Linked DNA regions of Mus musculus: regions 1, 3 and 4 are each linked to region 2. The links are chromatin contacts, called in public HiChIP or PLAC-seq and capture Hi-C maps. All regions are on one chromosome and are shown on one strand. The core of a region is the stretch at or near the end of the contact, and the rest is flanking DNA. Distances in the headings are between cores, read along the strand shown. Region 1 holds the start of Nxph4 (neurexophilin 4). Region 2 holds the start of Apon (apolipoprotein N). Region 3 holds the start of Gli1 (GLI-Kruppel family member GLI1). Region 4 holds the start of Dctn2 (dynactin 2).

Evidence for each region. HiChIP or PLAC-seq counts read pairs in DNA pulled down with a chosen protein or histone mark. Capture Hi-C pulls out chosen DNA fragments and counts their contacts.
Region 1: a contact with region 2 is called in an HNF4G HiChIP or PLAC-seq map of pancreatic cancer cells. The contact joins the promoter of Nxph4 here to the promoter of Apon in region 2. A contact is called at or near these places in 5 of 39 promoter capture datasets (the C10 cell line, the SN4741 cell line, cranial neural crest and 1 more), 1 of 115 datasets of contacts at active chromatin or transcription factors (pancreatic cancer cells) and 2 of 9 other capture datasets (embryonic stem cells and liver).
Region 3: a contact with region 2 is called in a capture Hi-C map of embryonic stem cells, with 2.5 times the contacts expected there. The contact joins the promoter of Gli1 here to the promoter of Apon in region 2. A contact is called at or near these places in 2 of 39 promoter capture datasets (cranial neural crest and embryonic stem cells), 1 of 115 datasets of contacts at active chromatin or transcription factors (thymic regulatory T cells) and 4 of 9 other capture datasets (adipose tissue, embryonic stem cells, liver and 1 more).
Region 4: a contact with region 2 is called in a capture Hi-C map of embryonic stem cells, with 2.8 times the contacts expected there. The contact joins the promoter of Dctn2 here to the promoter of Apon in region 2. A contact is called at or near these places in 3 of 39 promoter capture datasets (cranial neural crest, embryonic stem cells and pre-B cells), 2 of 115 datasets of contacts at active chromatin or transcription factors (embryonic forebrain and pancreatic cancer cells) and 2 of 9 other capture datasets (embryonic stem cells and liver).

What each region holds. Positions count from the first base shown.
Region 1 is chr10:127,532,844-127,536,037 of GRCm38.p6, forward strand. Nxph4 (neurexophilin 4) reads right to left here and starts at 1,716. Exons shown (of 2, transcript NM_183297.2): 1 at 1,533-1,716. The coding sequence starts at 1,589.
Region 2 is chr10:128,252,639-128,255,856 of GRCm38.p6, forward strand. Apon (apolipoprotein N) reads left to right here and starts at 1,493. Exons shown (of 2, transcript NM_133996.3): 1 at 1,493-1,643; 2 at 1,797-3,218. The coding sequence starts at 1,817. The coding sequence ends at 2,572. Timeless (timeless circadian clock 1) reads left to right here. Exons shown (of 29, transcript NM_001164081.1): 29 at 1-303.
Region 3 is chr10:127,340,105-127,343,363 of GRCm38.p6, forward strand. Gli1 (GLI-Kruppel family member GLI1) reads right to left here and starts at 1,475. Exons shown (of 13, transcript NM_010296.2): 1 at 1,455-1,475; 2 at 1,101-1,214.
Region 4 is chr10:127,264,978-127,268,553 of GRCm38.p6, forward strand. It overlaps Dctn2 (dynactin 2), which reads left to right and starts at 1,285. Exons shown (of 14, transcript NM_027151.2): 1 at 1,285-1,557; 2 at 2,437-2,505. The coding sequence starts at 1,522. It overlaps Gm40800 (a long non-coding RNA gene), which reads left to right. Exons shown (of 2, transcript XR_872171.2): 2 at 390-767. It also overlaps a transcript of Kif5a not described here.

The DNA.
Region 1 (3,194 bases), core at 466-2,965, 720 kb before region 2:
AACCAGATCTGTCCACAGGGGAGTTAATTTGATGCGAAGAGAGTGGAGAAGGCTGGTGGGGGTGGAGGGAAGGATCAGGGCAATGTATCCTTCCTTCCTCTGTGACCCCAGGCCTTCACATACTGTGGTTTGTTTGGGGCTGGACCTTCTCCTGCAGTCTCCCTGGGTACAAACCAGGCCTCAGGTTCAAAGAAAGCTCTTGCCAAAGGCAGCATTTTTCACACTAGGGGGCTATTTTCTTTTCTTTCTTTTTTTCCATCCATCCATCCATCCATCCATCCATTCGTTCATTCTTTCTTATTTATTTATTTATTTATTTATTGCCCAGTTTCCGTTCTCTCAAGGTCACTAGGCAGATAGGCTTGGGAGAATCCAAGGGCTCTACTAACTGGCTCACTGGGGCAGTGTCTACCCTATTGTAGTTATGAGGACACCACACCAGGCCTGGGGTCCAAGCGTTTTGGAGGAGAATTACTGGTTTCTCTTAAAGACTGGGGATTGAGGTCCAAGAGTGAGGGCTTGTGGAGCCAACTGGTTGCCCTTAAACTGGGTAGGTCATAGTTGAGAAAGGAAGTTGGGGGCAGAGTCTAAACTACCCTTGTGGGTCACACTTCAGGGCACAAATAGATGGCAGTGCTTTGAAGCAGGCACAATCAACCATGCAAAGACAATGTCTCCACCATGGCATGCCAACATAGACATTCACCTTGGGTCCCAGTGCCTGGATTCCCTGGACACATGCATACAAGGGCTGGTTTTAACCCATACACTCCATGTCCGCACTGTGAGCCCATATGGGCTGAAGATCTCAAGGCAAGAGTCGGGCAGGATGAGCTCTGGGCCCTTTTAGCCTTTGGGTCTTCACCCAGAAACCCCAGGAAAAGAGACAGTGAGAAGGGTGGGGGCAGGAAGGAGATGTAAGGAGAGACTCCCCTCCCAGACAACAACCACCAGGCGTGAGAGGGGGGTGTGTCTGTGAGGTTATGCAGGGGAGATGGTGTCTCCGCGGGAAATGGGATGGAAGATTGTAGCCAAGTTCAGCCCTGCTGGTGTGGGTCCGTGTAAGCGCGTGTGCCTGGATAATGTATGCTCGGATCGCAGAGCTTACCTGGCATTGTGACAAGGAGAAGAGGAATGGGAAGGTGGAGGGTGAGAGGTGGAAGGACAGACAGACAGACAGAGGGAGGCAAGCGAGGTAGGTGCGGAAAGAAGGCTAGGCTAACACCCGCTGGCTTGTCTGTCTGTCTCGCACTCCTTCTCTGTCTGGCGCACTCGCGGGTCGCGCTTCGTCCCCTCCCCCCGTCGCGCCTGAATCCGACTGGAGCCGGGCCTCCACCCTGCACCTTCTTCTAACCCTCAGCCAACTTGCTGGGTGCATGCCAGTCCTAAAGCGGGCAGTCTGTCTGTCCACGTCCCCCACGACGCACAAAGTTGGGACGCTTAGTCCTGGGGGCGGGGCGGACGCGCGGAGCCCCCTGGCATGCAGTGTTCTTCGTGTCCCGGACCCCGCACCTTGGCTCTGCCACCCTTACCTTCCTAAGGAGCCAAGGACCAAAGAGCAAGAGGAGCCATTCCGGGAGCAGCCGCATCTTCCCGAGCGGTCGAGCGGGTCGGGCAGGGCGGGTCCCGAGTCCGGCAGGACTGGGCTCAGGGTGAGGGACGCCGGGCAGAGGGCGGCGGCGCGAGCAGCGGGAGCGGGCGGCTCGGCCCGCGGACTGAGCGCGGAGCGGAGCAAGGCGCTGGGGGCGGGGCGCGGGCGGGGGAGAAAGTTGGGTCTGAGTCGGGCGGGCGGGGTGGGGGGGCGGGGCTCCGCGGTGCTCCAATCCCGGCCGCGCCCCGCGCGCCCCCTCCCGCCCAGCTGGGGGCAAGGAAGGTGACTTTCACCGTGACACACCCTGGACACACCCCTGGCTCAGGTGTGAAGCTGGAGAGGGGCAAGGGGTTTGGGGAGCAGCACCCCAAAGACGCCAGGTCTTGGGGCAGATGAGGGCTACAATAGGGCGTGGGACTCTAGGCCCTGAACTGTGAGCGGGAAGGGGTCGTCGCGGAGCATGAGTTCCCATACACAGGCTAGGGAACGCAGCAGGACCCTGTCCTGTGATGCCCGAGGTGGATGGGTGGGGGGTGTTTCTATAATCCTGGCAGAGGTAGGTCTAGGGCAGTGATCCGGACAGGGACCGAGGTGAGGGCGGGCGGGGCCTCGGGCGACTAGCACTGAGCGCGGCGCTGACGGGGATGGATGGGCGCCCCGCGGCTCATTCGGCCTGGAGATGAGAATCATTGATCACGGACGGAAACCCCATCACGTCTGTCAATAGGGCTGACAAACGGCGCCCGCCGCCCTGTCCCCGCCCCGCGGCACCTCTGCGGCCCCCGGACCCCTTGGCTAAACCGGCTCTTTTAAGTTAGCCCCTGATCCGCACTGTTGACCCTGGCCTGATCCAGAGCACCCTTGTTTGGTGCTAGGCAGGAAGTCCTCAGTGCCTTCTGCCCCTCTTGGTACGAGCCCTGTGCTTTCTCTCCCACAATCCCATCTTCCACTCTCAGCTCTTCTCATCCCGTCCCCTTCCCTGTCTATCTCTGTCCTTGTCTCTCTCTGTCCCCAGCTCCAGCACGGTCTCTGTTCTCATCCTCAGGGCTGTTTCTTCGTGTTTCCTCCTCCCACTGGTCTTTCTCTCTCTCCCCTACCCAGGGAGTCTTCAGCTGTCAGCTGTTGCTATGCGCTGTGTCTGAGGCTGAGTAGGTAGTATGACCAACACCTAGACAGCAAGAGATAGGACCATGCAAAGAGATGAAGAGACAGACACACATCCCAAGGTGTGTCTCCAGTCTTACCCCACTGTAATAGTACCCTGCTACACTGTAGCAGTGAGGCCACTTCACATACAGACCAGCATACACAGAGGCACATAAGCACACAGAGACGGACACACATGATTTATACACACAGTAGCATACAGTGATATACAGAAACAGCTAGGTACCCAAAGTACCTCTTGCCTTGACAGAGGCAAATACCCACAGGGACACACACACACACACACACACACACACACACACACACACACAGGCAATCTGAAAGACAAGCCTAGGGATATGAAAATAACAGACACACAGGAAGTGACAGACACTGAAAAGAGGGTCAGGGAAAGGACAGGGGTGTACTTGGTGACACTCAAGGAGACAAAAACCAG
Region 2 (3,218 bases), core at 243-2,742:
CACCACTCTCAAGCTGACAAGCATCCCTGATTTGTGTTTCATATTAAATGTGTACAATTAACAGTTGCTCATCTCAGAGCGGCCAGCCAGCCATCTGTTGTGTCTTCGGAAGAACTTTTAAGAGTAAAATTAAAAGACATGTCCTGAACTGAGCTTGGTAGTGTGAGCTAATCCCATCGTGTGGGAGACAGAGGCAAGAGAATTGCCATGAGGGAGAGGAAAGAGTCATATAGCCCTACGCGTGGGCCAATAAATGTAATTTAAAAAATCAGCTTGATAATAAATATAATTTTTAAAAAAAGAGACTTTTGTTGTCTTCCTCCTCCTCTTCCTTCTCCTCCTCCTCTTCCTCTTCTTCCTCCTCTTCCTCTTCTTCCTCTTATCCACAAGTAACAAGATGCTTCATCTTGCTGACCACAGGGTACATGCCTGTTGGTTCAGCTCCTCATGAGGCTTTGATAAAATCTCAAAAAAAATCCCTTTTACCCACGAGTCTGAGACTGTGTCTTGAAACAAAACAGGTATGGTGGTGGCTCATGCCTATAATCCCAGCACTCTGGAGACTAAAGCAAGAATACTTAGACTATATAGGAAGTTAGGCCAGCTTAGGTTATAAAGTGTCCAAAAAAATTAGAAGGCAGCCAGAAGAGTGATGGTAGCTCATACCTTTAATCTCAGCACTTGGAGGCAGAGGCCTTGTGTTCAAGGCCAGCCTGGTCTACCTAGCTCCAGGGCAGCCAGGACTATCTCAACAAAAAAGTAAATAGGGGTTGGAGAGATGGTTCAGTGGTTAAGAACATGTAAGACTCTCTCCAAAGGAGTAGAATTTTTAGTCCTTGCAACCATGTCAGGTGGCTTACAACTGGCTGTAACTCCAGCTCATCTGGCCTCTGTGGGCATTCGCCTTGAATCCCAGCACTTAAAAGGCAGACACAGGCATATCTCTGAGTTTGAGGCCAGCCTGGTCTACAGATTGAGTTCTAGGACAGCCAGGGCTACAAAGAGAAAGCCTGTCTTGAAACAACAACCACAAAAACCTTACCAAACAAACAAAAAAAACAATAAAGGTAAAAACTCAAAAGACTGCTCTGGTAATAACTTGATTTGATTTGCTGTAGGTTCTATTTTTCAAATTTTTTGATTGGGAAATCTTTAAAGTAAACATGACACATGGACTGGGAATGTAGCCCAGTTGGTAATGTGCTTGCCTAACATGCATAAATCCTTGGAGTTGATTCCCAGTACCACGGCAACTGCACCTGGTTGCAGATTCCCATAAATCCCCGTACTGGGGTTATAGTGGCAGAAGGATCAGAATCCAAGGTCATCCTTGGCTAACTAGTTGAATTCCAAGCCAGCTAGGGCTACAGAAGGCCCAGTCTCAAAAGAGAACAAACTTTCCACTGCCTAGAGGCTACAGAGACTGGACTATGGTCTAGGGACCGCCTAGCCACAAAGGAGGAGCCTTGCCTGTCAGGATGGGGCAATAGCTGGTCAGATAAAGTCTACCCAAAGAGAGGTGGTAAATACTTGTTTCCAGTCATCACCTACAAGAAGTTAACCTCTGGAAGGTAGCCGCTCCAACTAGGGACCTACTGAGTGAGACAGAGAACCACTTCATTCCTCTGCTGCTTGCCAGACAGGTGAGGGTAACAGCCTCTAAGAGGCCCCCTCTTATGTCCAGGGAAACTGAAGTCTCTAATGACCAGGACTCTACCAAACTCTGACCATTCTTGGTGCCTGTTCCTGTTGAATATTTGCGCCCTCCTCACCTGAGCTCTGCTCCTTCACAACAGGGCTGTCCTGTGGACCCACCATGATCCAGGCTGCATTGCTTCTTGGCTGTATCTTACTGTCCCCGGTGACCGCCTTTCCGTGGAAGACGCAGAATGGCAGCCTGCCAGCCGTCACAAGAACTGAACCCACATCAAATGTGCTCCCCAACAAGATTCCTCCTCCAACCCCCATTACCTGTCGGGACCTCTTGTACACGGTGCTCCCCGCTGCTCCTCTGTCTGAGTTCTTGTCCCTCTTAGCCCTGAGAGTTGTCCTGGAAAACATTGGCTGCCCTGCCGAGGCCTACAGTCTGCAGCTTCGGATCAGTGAAATGGGAGGAAAAGACAGCGCGGAAACCCTGGTCCTCCAGAGTCAAAAGAGTAGCCAGGAGGAAGGGATCGGCAACAATGAAGTCATTCTGAGGCATCTGGTGCCATCCCCTGGGGATATGAGGAGGGTCCGGCGCTCAGTTACCCTGCCTGAGGCGTGCACCTATGAACCCGGGTGGGTGTTGTACGATATGGCCCAGGTGCTGCTGGAGACGGCGAACAAGCTCCCTCCTATTGACCTAGTAAGAGAGTTCAAGGCCTCTGTAGTCAATGTCACCCAGCACTGTACCATGGAGTCTTGGGAAAGTATGAATGAAGTAGCCAGGAGGCTGATGAGTAGCCCAGAACTTAAAGACGCCAAGATTCCCGTTGAAGATCGAGTATACCTCGTTGCTCAGCTTGCAGTCGTTTTAAAGCGTATTTTTGTGAACCTTGTGTGGGAATATTTTCAGACCTATTTTGGATAGACACGGCCTCCTAGGCATGGAATGAACTTTCTCATAGCCCTTTAGTAGGTGTGCACACAGCAGCTGCCCACGGTGTGTAGCTAGACGCTGGCTGCATTTTACAAATTCATACATTGTCTTCCTTTGATCCTAATGTGTGAAGACACTTGATATGACTTCAGTCTTTCAGTTTCTAAATGCTATGGGTATTGCAATTTCCCTCTTTAATACTTTTTAATTCCTTGCTTAATGCTTTTTAATTTCCCAGCTGAATTCTGGGCCTTGGTTGTATTCATATTGTTTTGGGATATTAAGGAAAGGAAGGTTTGTTGTTTTGTTTTGTTTTGTTTTTGAGACAGGGTCTGCCTGGGTAACTCTGTCTATCTTGGAACTCAGAGATCCACCTGCCTTTGCCTCCACCTGCTGAGATTAAAGGTGTGCACCACCATGTCTGTATTTGTTCTGGTATTTTGAGATTGTCTTGCTTTGTGGCCATTGCCCTTACTATATAGCCCAGGCCAGCCTCAAATTTATGGGACTCCTACTTCAGCTTTCCAAGTGCTAGAATTATAGACCTGTGCCCTCACTTCTGTTTTTGTAGTGTTGGGGTTGAACCCAGGGACTCAGGAATACTAGACAAGCCGTTCACCACTAAGCCTACTTCTGT
Region 3 (3,259 bases), core at 225-2,724, 910 kb before region 2:
CTGGGGAGCCCAGAAAAGCGAGGGGGGGGGTGAAGGGTGGAACATTCTTCCCTCTCTCAGCGCATCCTGAAAGCAGGCAGTAGCGCCCGGGGGGGGGGGGGAGGCACTATTGGAAAGTGGGGTCCCTATAGTGGAGTGGGAAAAAAGAAACCAGAAACTAAGAGAAAGAAGTGCCTGTGTAAATAAGGTGTGCGCGGAGAGGACACCTTGGATTCCTGGGTATCTCCGCCGGCTTCCTAAGGGTTAACCCCTATAGACCCCCGGGAACCCCCTAGTGACGTCAAGAGTGAGTCGGAGACGTCTGTCCGGCGGGGATGCCCAGAGAGATAATGGAGGGGGGTCCTTCTGAACCCCGCCCCCCTAGGGTAAATCACCCGCGTTCACGAACTTTCTTCCCAGAAGAAAACTGCCCATCTTTTCTCCCCGTACTGGAAGGAAAGACCTATACCATAAAGTCCCTGGTTCTCCGGATGCCCCAAACCCTCGGCCTCTACGGAGTTTCCTTTCCTTGATGCTGTTCCCAAAGCTAACTGTCCTGGGTTGATTGTTTCAGGGTCATGGGGCCTGAAAGAGGATTCAGAGCGGGGAGCAAGGGCAGGCAGGGTGGTCTGAGCCAGAGGAGGGGCCTCGGTCCCCAGATCCCGCTTGGGCGGGGGGCCAACAGGGATACACAAGCTGGCAGTAGCCAGTGGTCCCGCTCTGCCCCAGTAGGGGTCTCCCGGCGCCTGGCTTCAGCTGCCCCGGTGGTCCTGAGGTCAGAGGGTCAAAACAAGGTCTCCCCAGCTCTTCCTCTTCCTCGGGGGCCCTGCCCACAGTCTTTGGGAACTCAGAAGTCCAGAATTCCTAGGGATTTTCTACGGCCTACACCGCATGTTAGGAAACCCACCCAGCCTCCTCCCGAGTCCAAACCCACTCCTTTGCCCCTAAACCCCATGTGCACATCTGTCACAGCCACAGGTCAGGAGTCCAATCCCAGCCCGGCCCTCAGGGGTTCTGTTGCCTGGCACACCGCTACTCCCACCCCACTGAGCGCTCCCTTCTTTTGCGGTGGGTCCCGTCTTAGAAACACTGACGTCTTCCAACGGCGCTCAGAGACGCACCTGGAGTTCCCTCTACCACGCAGACCTCCAGCTGGCCGTCCCAACTGCTTCTTCATCCCAACCTCAAGAAAGGGAGAGATTTCTAGTATGTGGGAGAGGCGCGGACAAAGAGACCTGGGACAGACACAGATTGTCAGAAAAAAAGAAGGGGATGCAGAGAAAAGAAGGCACAAATTAAAGCAAAACAAGAAAACACCCAAACTTCCTAATTGCTCTCCCCAAACTCTCCCAACCCCATATTGCCTCTGAGCCCCAGGTCTCCTTCTGGGATAGGGTGAGTCCCTAGGCGTCAGAGCATCTCCTCAGCCCCTCCCCCATCGCTCCCAGGTGGTCTCCCGCCTGCCCCCCTCTCACCTCCGTCGGGGCGCGGTGCTCGGGATGCGTGGTCCAGGGCTGGAAACTGGGCTGGGGGGGGGGGGAGGTGTGTGGCGGGGAGGGGGGTCACAGGGCCACTGCAGCGCAGCTTCAGTGCCACCCCACCCTCCCAACCTGGCCCCCAGCCCTCCCGCCGGCCCAGCCCGCCGGGCCTCGAGCCGGGACCACCCGCGAGAAGCGCAAACTTTTTTTTTCCCCTTTGCAAAAACTTTTTCTCGCTGTTGCCACCCGCACGCTACGGCTCTTCCCGCTCACTTCCCTCGTATATCCTTCCTTCGGACCGTTCTAGAAGATGAGCTGGGTGGATAGAAGCTAGAGAGGGGGTGCCGGGCTTATGGCACCCCCAGGACCCCCAGGATCCTCCCCCTCCCTTGAGGGACCCTATACTGCCTACTACCCCCCCCCCCGCCCGAACACGCTGCTCTTGGTGGACAGTAAATCCCGGCGCGGATCCCTGGATCGGCTGTCCACGAAGAGGCTCTGAACCAGAGCCAGGAAAACATTGAGGAAAATATTGCGCGGCGGGAGAGGGAGGGGGGAAAGCTCACCCAGAAAGTTAAACCAGAAGCCTCGGTCTTCGGCTTCATTGGTCGTAACTGAGCTTTCCCCATGTCGTGGTCTGTAGGCCAGCCTCACTCTTTGGATGGAACGTGGAGCATTTGGAGAGTTGGGGTTTGGGAGAAAGAAGTTGGGTTGACTGATGTAGAGGAGGGGAGGGGGTGCGACCTATGGAACATGAAGGAAGAACACGGGCTAGAGTTCTAAGTGCAGAATGTGCATTCACAGATCACTGAGGACAGTGGTGCTCTGTGTAGAGTACCTCTCTGGAGAAACTCCGTTCTCCATCTCCAAATTCTGGACGCAGTTGCCACCTCCACACCTCTCTCTTTAAGGCTTTTCGCGCCCTCTGCTGGTCGTCCTAGCACATGGCACCCCTCGGAGTGGAAATGATTGCACTGGCGAACTTAAGGAAATTTGACAGGTTCCTGTCCCCAAAGCCCAATCGGATGCCCAGGGAGCTGCGTGAGCTCAAAGAAACAGAAGGGCACGCCAGGGAAGATTGCGAGCCCCTTGGGTAGTTCGTGATAGGGGAGTACCCTGTCTCTTTGAATCTGTGTTACCATGGTGACTGGACACAGAGAGAGGGCCTCTATTTCAGTTTCCCACCTGAGAAAGACTCAAAAGCATGGCGGGGTGGGGAGAGAGAGTCTTCCCTTAAACAGATCTCTCAGGCCATAGCGCTGTTTTTAAACCACCTTCTTGGCTCTGCAAAGTAAGTGTTTTTTGTTTGTTTGTTTTTTGTTTTTAAATTAAGATGGGCCAAGCAGTGGTGGCATACACCTTTAATCCCAGCACTCGGGAGGCAGAGGCAGGCGGATTTCTGAGTTCGAGGCCAGCCTGGTCTACAGAGTGAGTTCCAGGACAGCCAGGGCTACACAGAGAAACCCTGTCTCCAAAAAAAAAAAAAAAAAAAATTAAGATGAAGACAGGGACACATATGAGACCTAACAAGTGCAAGGAGTCACAGTAGAAACAGATAAGGGACAACACTCCATATAACTGACAAGTTACATCCATGAAATTTACAAGGTACCCACAGCCAGGCCAGACCAGTAACCACAGAGAAAGAGTTCTACACGTGTCATGTGACTTGTCTTACACAGACTGACAGTTTTGGAGCCTTTTGAGTTCTGCGGAAAGGGAAATGCTTTTGTGTTTTGATGACAGACTGTTACTCAGTAGTCCAGGCTGACCCAGAGTTTACTCAGGAGCCCAGGCTGAGC
Region 4 (3,576 bases), core at 35-2,534, 990 kb before region 2:
CTCACCTCCCATCCCAGCCCCAACCCCCTTCCTCCTTCTCCTCTTCTGTTCTTGTTTTGAGACAGCTGGAGCTACATAGAGATTCTGGGACTCACTAGACCAGGCATGTGCCACCACACCCAGCCTTTCCTTCTGTTTTAAAAATGGGTCAGTGAGATGGCTCAGCAGGTGAAGGGGCTTGCCACACGACTGAGTTTGATCTGCAGGACCCCCATGGTGGGGAGAGAAAGCAGATGCATAACAGCTGTCCTCTGATCTCCACGTTCCTGTGTGCGCGCACACACACCACACACACAAAGAAACAAATTAAATTAAATAATTGGGGTTTCTATTGTCATGCATTGATGTGGCAAAGTAAGAGGATTAACCATACTGTATCTCTCCTCCAGAAAGATTGGTTGCTGACTGGACACAAAGCTACTATATGTAAGGTCCTGAGTTCAATCCCCAGCACTGAAAAGTGAGTTCCAAGCCACCCTGAACTACAGTTTGAGACCTGTGTCAAATTCCTTCCTCCTAATTTCTGGGGAACTATTAATGAAATTGATGACCGTCATGGAGAGTTCAGTCAGACTGTGAGCCAGCGCTTTTTCATTTAAGATGTCCAGACTTTTGAAGAAAAAAAGAAGAAGAAATAGCACCCTCAGACGAACTTGGGTTTCAGATTATTATATGCATATCAGAAATATAAGAAGCATGCTTATACTAACAATTGTTAGTTGTTGACCTGAAATTAACTTCAATAAAAAATTGTTATTATTTATTTATTTTATGTGTATGGGTGTTTTGTCTGCATGTATGTCAGTGTACCACGTGTGTGTCTGGTGCCCTCAGAGGCCAGAAGAGGGCACCTGGTACTGGAATTATAAATGGCTGTGAGCCACTATCTGGATGCTGGGGATAGAACCCAGGTCCTCTACAAGAGGACTGTGCTCTTAACCCCTGGGACATCTTTCCAGCTCCTGAAATTAAAATTTAACTAGGGTCCCTCTATTTTGTCCAGAAGCCCTAACCTGAAAAGACGGCCTCATTTTTCTATTCTTTAAATGTTTACTAAATCTTGCTATTGTTTACAACGTGGCGAGCTGTGTGGTTTCATGTAACCAATCTCTAGGTTTTCTAAAGCAGGAATTATGAAACTCCTTTCATAGACTATTAAGAACGAAAGGAGATAACTGTATGCAATAGCTCCCTAACGTTGTTATTGTCGCTTCCAGCCCAAGCCCCAGAAGACCGGGACTACATATCCCACAATGCTAGGCGGCGTCTCCTCGCCATTACCTCATTCCCTGTCGCTCTCACCAATCCCAGCCTGTCCAGGGGTGTGGTAGCCGGCTGTCCTCGCGACTTTTGCTGTCCCCCGCCTCCTGCCGGCCTGCTCCTGTCGCGAGACTTCCTGCTCCTCCGCCGCTCCCCTTATCGTCGCCTTTGCTGGGGACCCGGACCCAGCCTCTCCCCCACTCGGTCACCAGCCCCGGCTCCTCCGAGGCCTCGGTCCCCCAGCCCCGCCTCGCCGCCGCCATGGCGGACCCTAAATACGCCGATCTCCCCGGCATTGTGAGTACAGGGCCGGGCCCGGCTCCCCAGACCGCGCCCCCGACCTCCCGAGGACCCCCAACAGAAGCCAGCCCGCGACCCCTCCCGCTGGCAGCCCCCTAGCCCCAAGGGTCCCCGCCGCTCGCCCTTCGACGGCCGCAGCACCTTCTGGACTCCAGACCCGACTGGGCCGGGCCGTTGGACCGCGTCGGGCCCTTTTTCTGGCAGTAGCCGGTTTCTCCGCCCAGAAATCGCCTCCGGGCGCTTACCACTTGAGCCCGAATGTCTGTACCGTCCATGTCAACAGTGCCCTTGTCGCCCCAAATTTCCCGATTGCCCGCCCCCGCACCCTGACTCCAGCCGAACTCACCAGGCCACTTGGTGGCCTTCATCTTGCCAGGGAAGAGGTTACTGTTGCAGAAACCTTGTGCCAGTGGGGAGCTCTGTGCATTGCGAGCACCTGTGTGCTTGCTCCTCATGCACAAGCCGGCATGTACCCTCCGTTGATGCTGTCCTCTCTGCATTCTCAGGGTTGGGGGCGGGGGGTTGGCACACCGGACCTTGAGAACTAAGGTCCTGAGTCACTCTCAACCCTTGTACAGTGATGTGCAGGGCCTAACTCAAGAAACCCTCACCAGATTAGGACAAGATAATTACCAAGGACTGGCCTCTCAGCCATGTTCAGGGTAGCATCTTTCTTTCACTATGGACGTTTTATCCCAGATCCCAGTTTGTACCTGTGGTCATCCCACTGGATGAAACGGACATAGAGTTGACAGGGGAGGTGGAGGGCGGAATCCTTGAATGACAGTCAGGTTTTGCAATGCCTTGTTCAAAGGAAATGGGATAAGGGATGAATGCTGGGTAATGAGTCTGGGTGGTCACCGCTTCTCCCTGCAGGCCAGGAATGAGCCAGACGTTTATGAAACCAGCGACCTACCTGAGGATGATCAAGCAGAGTTTGATGCGGTAAGACTGTGTGCTACCTCAGGATCCCTCTGGACTCTGACCTTTCTCCCCAGATGCAGGTCCTTTTCCTTCTCTGGCAAGCCACAACAATAAGTGGGTATGCCAACCCCAGCCTGGGTGGTGTGGAGGTCTCAGGGCTTTCAAAGGCCTTGCCCAGCAGCTGGCAGCCACCAATGAACAATGCCAGAAAGGAGAGTCGAGCCAGTGAGATTACAACTAACAAGACCTGTAAAACCCAAGTCTTATTAAATACAATTGAGATATCTCAAAGCAGTTACATTCTGGACTAGTGATTAGTTAGGCCCCAGGGTCTAATCTGTGCATTGAATTATAAAGCTTGAACATAGTAAATCGTTTAAGGTTGGAGTAGACATTTTTTTTTAAAGATTTATTTTGTTTATATGAGTACACTGTAGCTGTCTTCAGACACACTAGAAGAGAGCATCAGATTCTATTTCAGATGGTTGTGAGCCACCATGTGGTTGCTGGGAATTAAACTCAGGACCTCTGAAAGAGCAGCCAGATGCTCTTAACTGCTGAGCCATCTCTCCAGTCCGACCTTTTTTATTTTATAAGATATTTCACTCATTAAATTAAGTTCTCATTAGTATTTAGCAAGAACTTGAATTTGAACTGTAGCAGCCATTAGGGAAGGTGGAAGCAAATGACTTGGAAATGTCAGAAAACCACACGCGTGGTCAGACCAAGATCATTTTGGGGAATAACATAAATACTGTAATCAGCCGAGAAAAGACGATAGTAATATATTAAGCCTGCTCTGTGTGCTCTAAGGAGTCGGGGGCGGGGCACACACTTTAACCAGGAATTTATTGCAGAGGAAGAGATGCCCTAAAGGAGCCCTTTTACATGACTGTTAGACTGTGTACAGGAAGTATAGGAGTTAGCATACGTATAGGTAACATAAGAGAAAGCCCAGGGTGAATGAACAGCAGTCAGTACAGTCCTGGGGGTACAGAGGTCCAGCGATGGCCTCTATAGATTGTGTTTTATTAGCTCCACAGCAAACTGGGCTGAGCTAGGCTGGGCTCTCACTGATGCTAGGAGATCTCA